2 separate regions of the Drosophila melanogaster genome follow, and region 2 is linked to region 1. The links are chromatin contacts, called in public Hi-C maps. All regions are on one chromosome and are shown on one strand. The core of a region is the stretch at or near the end of the contact, and the rest is flanking DNA. Distances in the headings are between cores, read along the strand shown.

The links. Hi-C and Micro-C count contacts between places; a contact is called where the count stands out from the background.
Region 2: a Hi-C map of the Kc167 cell line shows a contact between it and region 1, with 6 times the contacts expected there. The contact joins the promoter of tub here to the promoter of Suv3 in region 1. A contact is called at or near these places in 22 of 107 Hi-C or Micro-C datasets (the Clone 8 cell line, the D17-c3 cell line, the Kc167 cell line and 10 more) and 2 of 6 datasets of contacts at active chromatin or transcription factors (both in the Kc167 cell line).

The regions. Positions count from the first base shown.
Region 1 is chr3R:4,308,869-4,313,823 of dm6, reverse strand. It overlaps Suv3 (Suv3 helicase), which reads right to left and starts at 2,269. Exons shown (of 6, transcript NM_001316529.1): 1 at 1,850-2,269; 2 at 1,291-1,794; 3 at 918-1,227; 4 at 729-863; 5 at 37-666. The coding sequence starts at 2,159. It overlaps Vps24 (Vacuolar protein sorting 24), which reads left to right and starts at 2,877. Exons shown (of 3, transcript NM_001316528.1): 1 at 2,877-3,037; 2 at 3,170-3,410; 3 at 3,466-4,955. The coding sequence starts at 2,993. The coding sequence ends at 3,851. MP1 (Melanization Protease 1) reads right to left here. Exons shown (of 4, transcript NM_141193.4): 4 at 3,989-4,929. The coding sequence ends at 4,205. It also overlaps asRNA:CR46140.
Region 2 is chr3R:4,385,761-4,390,409 of dm6, reverse strand. It overlaps tub (tube), which reads right to left and starts at 2,668. Exons shown (of 2, transcript NM_001202235.2): 1 at 2,018-2,668; 2 at 597-1,951. The coding sequence starts at 2,480. The coding sequence ends at 1,026. It overlaps Cont (Contactin), which reads right to left. Exons shown (of 8, transcript NM_141204.4): 5 at 4,417-4,649; 6 at 4,192-4,360; 7 at 3,997-4,130; 8 at 3,392-3,941. The coding sequence ends at 3,648. CG14646 reads right to left here and starts at 44. Exons shown (of 2, transcript NM_141205.3): 1 at 1-44.

The DNA.
Region 1 (4,955 bases), core at 1,020-3,519:
TAGATTTTTTCTGAAGCGCACTTGTGCGAGACTTGCCTTAGCCAAAGATACAGATCCATCACGTCAAAGACGGCCTCAAGATGGACCAGGTCCAATATCGTCTTGGGTAGCTTGAATGGCCAGCCACAGTTTTTTTTTATAAAATCAAAGGTAATAGGCTCGTTGCGGCTGTATTGCCGTGCTACCTTAAGGAACATTGAGCAAACAAAGGGCATCTTTCGATTAATAGGTGCACAGCAGAATACATAGCGAGCCCGCAAAGGCAGAGCAACATGTTGTATCATTTCGGCTAAGAACTTAAAGTCTTCAATGTTGCACATAAAGTATAGAGAATCATCGACAGTGCACAGATTCACGAATATGTCCATTAGGTTGCTCAAAGACGAGCTTGGCAGGTGGTAGGCGTAAAGCTCAATCTGATCGGCCGTAGGATGCAAGCCCGCCTGCTTTATCGGCTCAGGTGTCCGAGCCAATATCCGCTGTAGGGTTTGCAAATCCTCGGACTTGAAGGCAGTTACATATCCGTGCTCCCACTGAGTTCGGAACCGGCCCGCTCTTCCCGCAATCTGAAGTGCGGACGAAACCGATATTGTGTCGATTTCGCGCTCGCCTCGCTCATTCATCGACGGCTTGATCAGTGAGTAAAATATGATTCGACGAATGCTCCTGCAAGTACATTCGCGGGCATTATATTTTGGCAAGCCACATATATAGAATATTTTACTTACAGGTTCAAGCCCATACCGATGGCGTCAGTCGCCACCATTACCTTGCAGCTATTGGCGGGATCATTAAACTTAGCAGCCTGGGCTAGCTTGGTACCTGGGGGTAGGCCCCCATATATCACAGCTACCTCCTTCCCTCTAAAAAAAATAGTTTTAGGGATCAGTTGAAAATAATGACTTAACAAAACTGACCGTGCTTCGATTTCTCGTGAAACCGTATAAATATCATGTTTGCTGAAGCACACAATGCAGTCGCCAGGAACTATATTGTCCAATGATCCTAAAGCGGTATTTTCGACAGTCAGCTCCGTAAGCCGATCGTACAGCCGTACTTCAACAGTTTCGCCAGTGGTTTCGCAAATTTTTTGCAGGAGGTCCAATGCGCCTGGCTCACCACAAACATGCACTTCATCCGCGATCAGTCCAAGGAAGGCACGCGTCCAAGCCCATCCCCGCTGGGGGTCGCGGATCTGTTGTATTTCATCGATTACAGCCACCTCATCTGAAACAGAAAAATCAGCACATTATAACTCAGCGAAGCAGGGAAACAACTGGACTTGCTTACATGGAGTATTCACCGAGGTCATTTCCACAGTGCACGCGACGTGATTGGCTGGCAAACTTTCGCTGATGCCGAATTTGCGCTCCTCGCCTGTGACCAGATCGCAGGGAGTGCCACGTTCATTGGCCTTGTTGTACACCTCAGTGGCTAGAAGCTTTAGTGGCCCGCAATAGACCCCAGTCTTCGCACTCAGGTATCTCTCCATGGCATGGTAAGTCTTACCGGAGTTTGTGGGTCCGGCATGAAAAACAATCTTTCGGGTGATGGCGCGAGCGTTGCTATACCAGTTGGCAGGCTGCCTCAGGTCGGAAATCTTTTTCAGGTCGTCCATGCAGTCCAGGTGCGGGAATACTGTCTTTGCGTGTCGTAGGAAGTACGGGAAGATGTCATCGATATGACCCGCTCCCTGTGTTATATCGCTAAAGGTTATGTGCAGATCTACTGGAAGGTTTTCTGCCTCGATGCAAAATCTTCGGAATGAGCCAAAGGCCTGTTGCTGTAGGTAGTCTTGTAACGGATGCAAAGTAAGACGAGGGACCATAGGAAACAGGTGCATACGTACCGTCCAGTCCGTTTTCGTTGCATAGTGACTTGATTTCGCGACGTTGGGTGAACTTATTAAGAATCTTCAGCAGCTCAGCCTTTTCCAGTTTGCCCGACAGCTCGGAACCTACGTCCTCTGAATCCACATAAGCGTGCACCTGTACTGGCTTGAACAACGTGGACAAGTTCGTCTCCGGTTTTTTTCGAGAAAATAAAAAGGCCGCACGATGCAGTCGGCGCAGGGACAAATCAATTGAAAAGGACGGACGCAGGTAGAGTGTCATCCGCAAAAGGCCCGTTAGGCTGATGCAGCGCCTGCAGTTTTGCATGGTTGTCCACTTTAGTGGAACACGCGTGGTTTTTATTCACCAATTCCCGCAAAATGAATCTCCGTACTCACGTTCCTATCTCTGATATAACAGAGAAGTACAATCAGCTGACGCACATCTGGTTGTTGGGTTGACAATGCTCTTACAGAATAGCATTGCCATATCGATGGTTTTTATGCTACGTATGCGGGGAATTCTTTTGAAAAATTATTAAAAAATTAGTTTTAGAAAACACATCAGAAAAACGATTGTGGAATTTAATTTATACTAAAAAAATATTTTAAAAAAGTATTAAAACATTTAATTGTATTACGACGGATATAAAATAGGATATTTGAGAACATATATGCATTTACAATAAAAAGCAAATAAAATATGTTGTTCCTAGGCAATCGCAAAATATTTATAAATAAAAATGAAAAAATGAAAATTGATTCCACAATAGTCGTTAAAAAATGTAGTATCGGTATTTGGCATTGCATTTTTTCGCAATACAGTCTCGCTTTATATATGGAATATTTTAAAAATATTTTCATAAAATCGATAAAATGAAAAACAATTACGTATTCTAAGCCAGCATACGCAAATAATAAAATTTATTTAATAATCGGTAGATTAAATGTTAATGTCCTTATAAGCAATTTTAAAACTTAATAATAAAAACTCTTTAAATATATCGATCTATCGATGATTGGCTATGCTAACAAGAAGTCATATATATTGGCAACGCTGTGTTTGTTTGTCAGAATCAAAATAAAATGACTCACTTGTTTGTTTAAACAAAAAAAGAATTTTAATAACAATTCCAGACAATTATCATAACAGTTAGTGCCATGGGCTTATTCGGCAGAACTCCCAGTAAAGATCCCAAAGAGCAGGTAACGACGCAGAGGCGTGGCAGTGATTTTTTTGGGAATGATGTCATTCCAGTTGGATTGATTTTATTAGACCTTTCCCCATCTGTCCATTGTGCGTTATGAATATTGTTTTGAAATGTAAATTCCCATTAGGTGCAGGAGTGGACGCATAAGATACGGAAAGAGGGCAACCAGCTGGATCGCCAGATCCGAAGTATCCAGCGCGAGGAAGAGAAAGTAAAACGCTCGCTGAAACAGGCAGCACAGAAAAATGACCGCGACACCTGCGTCATTCTTGCCAAGGAGATTGTGAATGCGCGAAAGGCCATCAACCGCATATATACGTCGAAGGCGCACCTCAACTCCATTCAGATGCAGATGAAAAATCAGCTATGTGAGTGAACTCTTCGCTTGTTTGATACGACCTGATTATCGAATCCTCCTTGCAGCCACCTTGCGTGTAGCTGGATCTCTGCAAAAGTCTACAGAGGTCTTGCAAGCTATGCAGAGCCTGGTGCGCTATCCAGAGCTTGCAGGCATCATGCGCGACATGTCAAAGGAAATGATGAAGGCCGGCATTATTGAGGAGATGCTAGACGAGACCATGGACTCGCTGGAGGAGTCCGAGGAGCTGGAGGAGGAGGCAAGCAAGGAGGTGGACAAGGTTTTGTGGGAGATCACAGATGGCAAGCTCGGGGAAGCTCCCCTGCCTCCAGAGGCTACACCGGCGGACAAGGCGTCTGCGTCTGCTGCGCGCGTCGAGGCTGAGCAGGACGATGAGGAGGGTGAGGAACTGCAAGAGATGCAAAGCCGCCTGGCCTCGCTGCGATCTTAAAACAACTGCTATGGGTATTTTATTTAGATTTGAAATTAAAGGCAAGTGATTTTGACTGGCAGACCTTATCAAAATCATAAACGGCAACCCCCACGCCGTCATTTGATTGTAGAAACCAAAATAATCTCCAGAAACTTGAATTGAGTTTTTATATTATAAGTGTACAGTACACCAGATCAAGAAGTGTTGAACTCTGCGCGTTTTACCGTTGAATCTACACGAGATAACTTAATTTATTGTAAAATCTACCTTTCATTAAAAATCGATATTTACTGTGGCATGTCCCATTTTACAATGGTAATCTGCACGATTTACGATCAATCCCTAAGAATGTTAATTTTCGTCATTTAAGATTAAGCCCTAACGTTGTTTTCTATCCAGTTCAGATACGCTTCAACCCTTGTGTACACGCCGGGCCATCCTTTTAGGCCACAGGGCGTGGGTCCGTAGGAGACCACACCAGCAATGTAGTAGTTTGAGTTTCCATTGGAGTAGTCCTCGAGCAGAAGGGGGCCACCCGAGTCCCCGCGACAGGAATCAACCCCCTCAACTCCGCCGGCGCACATCTGTTTGGTGGTGACAGTCCTTCTTTGGGTGGCGTATCTTTGGTTGCATTCGGACGTCGGTACCGTATCCAACTCAGCCTTCAGCTTGATATTGGACGTAAAATTTGTCTCCGTGCGACCCCACCCTGCCACCACCACCTTTCGGCCAAGGAATATATTGTTGTGCTGGGACGCTAAAGTGGGCAGACATACTGGTAATATGAAGTCGCTGTACTGAACCTCGTCCCGCAATCGCAGCAACGCAATGTCATTTAGCTGGTCCCGTGAGTTTCCCGGGTACTGCGGGTGCGGAATACGCTCCTCAACAGGGTAGTCTACGTACGGTTCGTTGCAGTCCCGTCGTCCGTTTTTACCGACTGTGCAATCCGGATTGGTGCTCGCATCCCACTCACCCAGGCGTACTCCCGTCAGCTCCCAATCACTGGGAATAGCCGAGACGCAGTGTGCCGCCGTCAGAACGTAACGATGGTTGATTAGAGATCCGCCGCAGTGGTGACCTTTCACGTTACCGGCTGGTAAAATGGGGGGGGGGGGGGAT
Region 2 (4,649 bases), core at 1,419-3,918, 76 kb before region 1:
GATTTTGTTTGGCTCAGTGGTTTCGTCGAACACTAGAGGTGTCCAACAAATTCCCGATTATTGTTCTTAAGATATCGATATTATGAATGGTACGCGATAGCACGGGACCAATATCGTACCGCGCCCGCCATAGCAAATGAGAATTTAAATAAAAACAAGGTGCGAGACATTTTTAATTGTCAGCAGTTTGAAGATCGACTATTCTGCGTGCCACGGGCACGGGGCATTAGAGCAAATGTGGAGTAATACTGTTTGCTGTTTCGAACAACAAAAATAAAACAATTAAAATCAAAAATTTGCAGTTATACGGAAAAGGCAATGGACATGTCATCCGAGGAGAAAGGTAAGTGTACATTTTGGAACGGACAACAGTGTATTAATTTAGTAACTAAACGAAACTAACCTGTGCACATAAATAAAATAGTACAAAAATTACATACAAAATGCATTCGTTCATTTGAAAAACCTAAAGTTTTTTCACCGAGAAAAAACAGTCGCCTTAAACTCTTGAACTTACAGCCCTGAAAAAGGCTTTGACTTAAGCGGTCATGTGGTATATTATCAGTATGAACGTCGAGAAAAACAGACAATGTTTTCAAAAATATTTTATTTGTATTTAGCCATTATATCGTACTTGTGAAATATTTTAGGCAACAATCAATTAATAACGAAAAATGTCATAAGATCGCAGTTTGTCCCAAGACAAAACTGTCACAGAAACCCATTATGCGTTTAAGGAAATTTATACTAGAAAATGAAGGAGTATTTCGTAAGTATACAAAATTTGTTAAATTTTGGTATTGGGTTATGGCTTTCTTGAAACGGAAATATTTGATATTGCCGTACTTGTCATGTACTGTCACGATTACAGACGTGATATGAACAAATCGTGCACTGAATCTTAGATTCTAGTTGGACCTCATGCATAACATAAGAAGGTCCACACCCAGCTGCCAAATGAATACATCTGGGTTGCATAAGTTATCGAACGGAATGTCATCTCCGCCGATGGTCGGTGCTTTTATCTATTGCTGCAGCTCACTCAAGTCTGGAATGTTGCAAGCGTAATCGTCGTTTGAGGTGGAGCTGGAGTCGTTGGTTAGCTCAAAGCTGTTATCACCACTGGTGCCAGTAACCGTTGTCAGGCTGGAGTCATTGTTTGAGCTCTGCTGCTCTGAGTTACTCAGATTTGGCAAGAAGGCATCTGGGTACTCTTCCTCTCCATCCTCCTCACCATCGTTATCATCGTCATCATCTTTGCTCAAGCTGCTGGAGCTGCTTCTGCTCTCAGGACGCAAGGTCTCCCTGCTGCCTTTACTTATATTCAAGGCGCTTATCATTGGCAAGTTGTTTGAGCTCGCCGTTGATGTGGTAGCCGTTGAAGCTTTCGCTGGAGCGTGATTTGGTCGAGAGTTTACATCTCCAGAATTATCAATTAAAAGAGTGATTCGCGGAATGTTAGGCGGATCCGTTGAGCTAGTTCTGTTGCTTGGGTTGTCCGACACAGTTGCCCGCAAATCACCAGAGTTCGAAATGAGTATAGACAGATCGGGGATGTTCATCGGTCGTGGCTGCAGCACTGGCTCCTGAATTTGTTCGCTGGGATTGAGAATTGTCAGATTGGGCACATTCGGGATGGTCGTCGACGTAGTTCCGGTGCCTGTCAATGTTGCAAAGTTGGAGTTAGTAGTACTCCTTTGCTGTCGTCGAGGTGGCGCTATGGGAGGGGTGTTTCCTGACGGCTGGGGCACACTCTTGTCCCGCCTCACAATGTCTTTTTCAAAGTTGTCCAGGTTCAGGCCAACGCTACCTTGAGCGTCTGCCCCAAGAGTGGCAGTGCTTGACTGGTATTTGAGGCTCAGCCCCTCGTTGTCCACTTCCATTTCCTCTTCCAGCAGCTCAAGGCTTATGAGCGCACCGGGACCGTCAACAGGCCGGGCAGGGGTGGACTCTAGAGAAGTCAGTGGATACACTTTTTTTAGTTTTGTCAGTTTAAGGCAAACATAGTCATACTTGCCATTTAGGAAGTCTAGTGCCACAAAGTCTGCCGCACTGAAGAGCTCTGCCTGCACCAGAAGTTGGAGCAATACCCCAACCGTGGGCCGCTCGTTGAGCTTGCCAGAGGTCTTCCACTCGTCGATCATCATCTGCGACTTGCTTTGGTCCGGCGGTAGTCGGTTTGCAGCCTCGTCAATCTGGAACACGTCCTGCGCAGTGTACTTAAATCCCTTTTTGATTTCCGCCGGAAAATTCAAGCATCCGGCTCCGCTGCAGGCCTGCACATCCATGCCCTTGGGTATGATCGACATCAATTTGCGCCAGCATGAGTTCTCATCTAGTATTTTGGCAAGCCGGTAAATGTCATTGTCCTCAACGCGTCGCAGCTCCGTGTTGCGAGAATACTTCGAGGATAAACCTATGGCGCCGTTGCTTCCGTTCACCTGCACGCCCATTCCGCATCCGTTCCAGCCATACGCCATGGTGTTCCCTTAGCTACCCAGGATAACCTTACGGGAAAGCCTTTGCCTGTGGCAGGTCGATGGTTCAAGTTCCCAGATGTCCAGTGCGATTGTATGAGATTTCCGCTATAAAACCATGTTTGCATCTATCTTCTCTCTCTATGTTTTTGCCAATGCCCACAGCTACTGCTCGCTGCTCGCAGTATTTCAGTGTGACCGAGGAGGACCGCAGCACCATATTAGATTCGTCATGTAATATTAGGGGGATTCCCGAAGCCGATTGGTATTGTGTGGTATTTCCGTATGCGGAAAATAGCTAGCCATTTGCAATACTGCACTAATTTTTAACGCAAAGTAAGAAAAAACCAAACTTTTTTTTTCATTAATGACATATTCCGGCGTTGTGAGCAATAAATGTAACCCCACCGATAGATGGCTTTCGTTTGTAATTGTAGAAGAATACCGGGTACCTGGTAGAAAGGAAATTCGAATAGACATTTACGTATACATATATATAAGTATTAAATATTCTTAATCAGTAAAAACAGACAAGTCGATATAGCCATGTCCGCCCGTTTTACGCGGGCGATGAAATAGCAGCAAAATAAATAATCGAAAAACCAAAAATAAACACTTAGTTCTTAGTTCTTTTTGATATTTTTGGACAATAATTAATTTTGATTTGTGATAGTTTCTGAGATCTCGACGTCCATAGGGACGGACATGGCCAGATCGATCCTGATCAAGACCTCTTCTACCTGCTACATATTTTTTAACTAGTCTGGTATACCCTTTTACTTCACGAGTATCGGGTATAAAATGCAGGAGTAGTATTACCAGGTGAACAAAAAGGGACATAAATATGGCCAACCGGGGCACACGTTCATAATTAATTCATAATTCATTATTCCAAGTAAAAAAATAGGGATATTGTTATTTTTAGTTCAGCAACATACTGGACCATATAATGGTATTCATATTTATTTTGTTGATAAAATTTTAGAAATTATTTTTTGATAAAAGTCTATAAAATGGACGGAATTGCATTTGTATCAATTAAGGGGCTTGCAAGAGAGCACGGATGGAATGTAGTTCTTTTTATAACTTCACTTACTCAAATATAAGGTCACTTCTTAGTATATGTATGTTCTTACTGCCTAAAGTTATGGATCTTAATTTGTGCTGCATTCATTGGCTTGTGTAAAGAAAGGTGCTAATGAGTAGCAATGTGCTTAAGATAAGAGCCGTATTGATATTGTGGCCATGTCGGGTATTTGCGCCGTTGCGCGTGGTCTTGCCCATCTGGAAGTGTAAAGTTGGACTGGACATGCGACCGTCTCCTCCATTGCTGTATGCGAGGACTCGCATGTTGTAACTCTTCCCTGGCGTCAGATTGTTGATGTACGACTCCAGTTTCTGTCCGATTGGCACTATGGTATTGTTGGCCGTAATCATGTTCTGGTCCGATTCCCAAATGCGAACCTAGAAAGTTTCAAACTGTAATCGATTTTCTTGGTCACGGTGCCGGGAGTTGTACCTTATAACCCTCTACTGGTTCCTCGTCTTGCGAAGGTGAAACATATCTCCAAACAACCCGCACGGTAGACGGGTTTATTCCATACACGTGAACCGAAGATGGCGGCTTTTGCGGGGCCTTTCTATATGTTCGTTCTAAAAAGCATGGTGTTTAAGCATTTTCTTTAAATGGTTTTTTAAACTGTTCGTTACACACCTTCAAAGCGTTCGCTTTCAGGTCCTTCACCTGCAGCATTGTAAGCCATGACTTTAACAAAGTAGTAAGTATCTGGTTGTAGACCTACGATAAGCGCCCAATTCCTTGTAGTACGTGACAGGTAGTATACCGAGTCTTCTTCCTGGTGCGTCGTTTTCCAATACTTCAACTGGTGAAAGATAAGGGTTTTTGACAATGCAATGGAATTAAGTGCAGTAACCATACCCTGTGGCCAATGAGTTTGCCACGAATGTTTTCACGGGACATGTCTATAGGTTGCCAAGTGACATTAAAGCATGTGGAGTTGTAGGCGAGCGCAATGGGCTTTTGAGGAGCCACCTGTGGCATGTCCTCAGCGGAGTGTATGACAGCTATTTCACTCTCCGGTCCCTTGCCAACACTGTTAATGGCTTGGACTTTGACTTCGTACTCCGTATAGTAGTTATTAAGAGGAATAT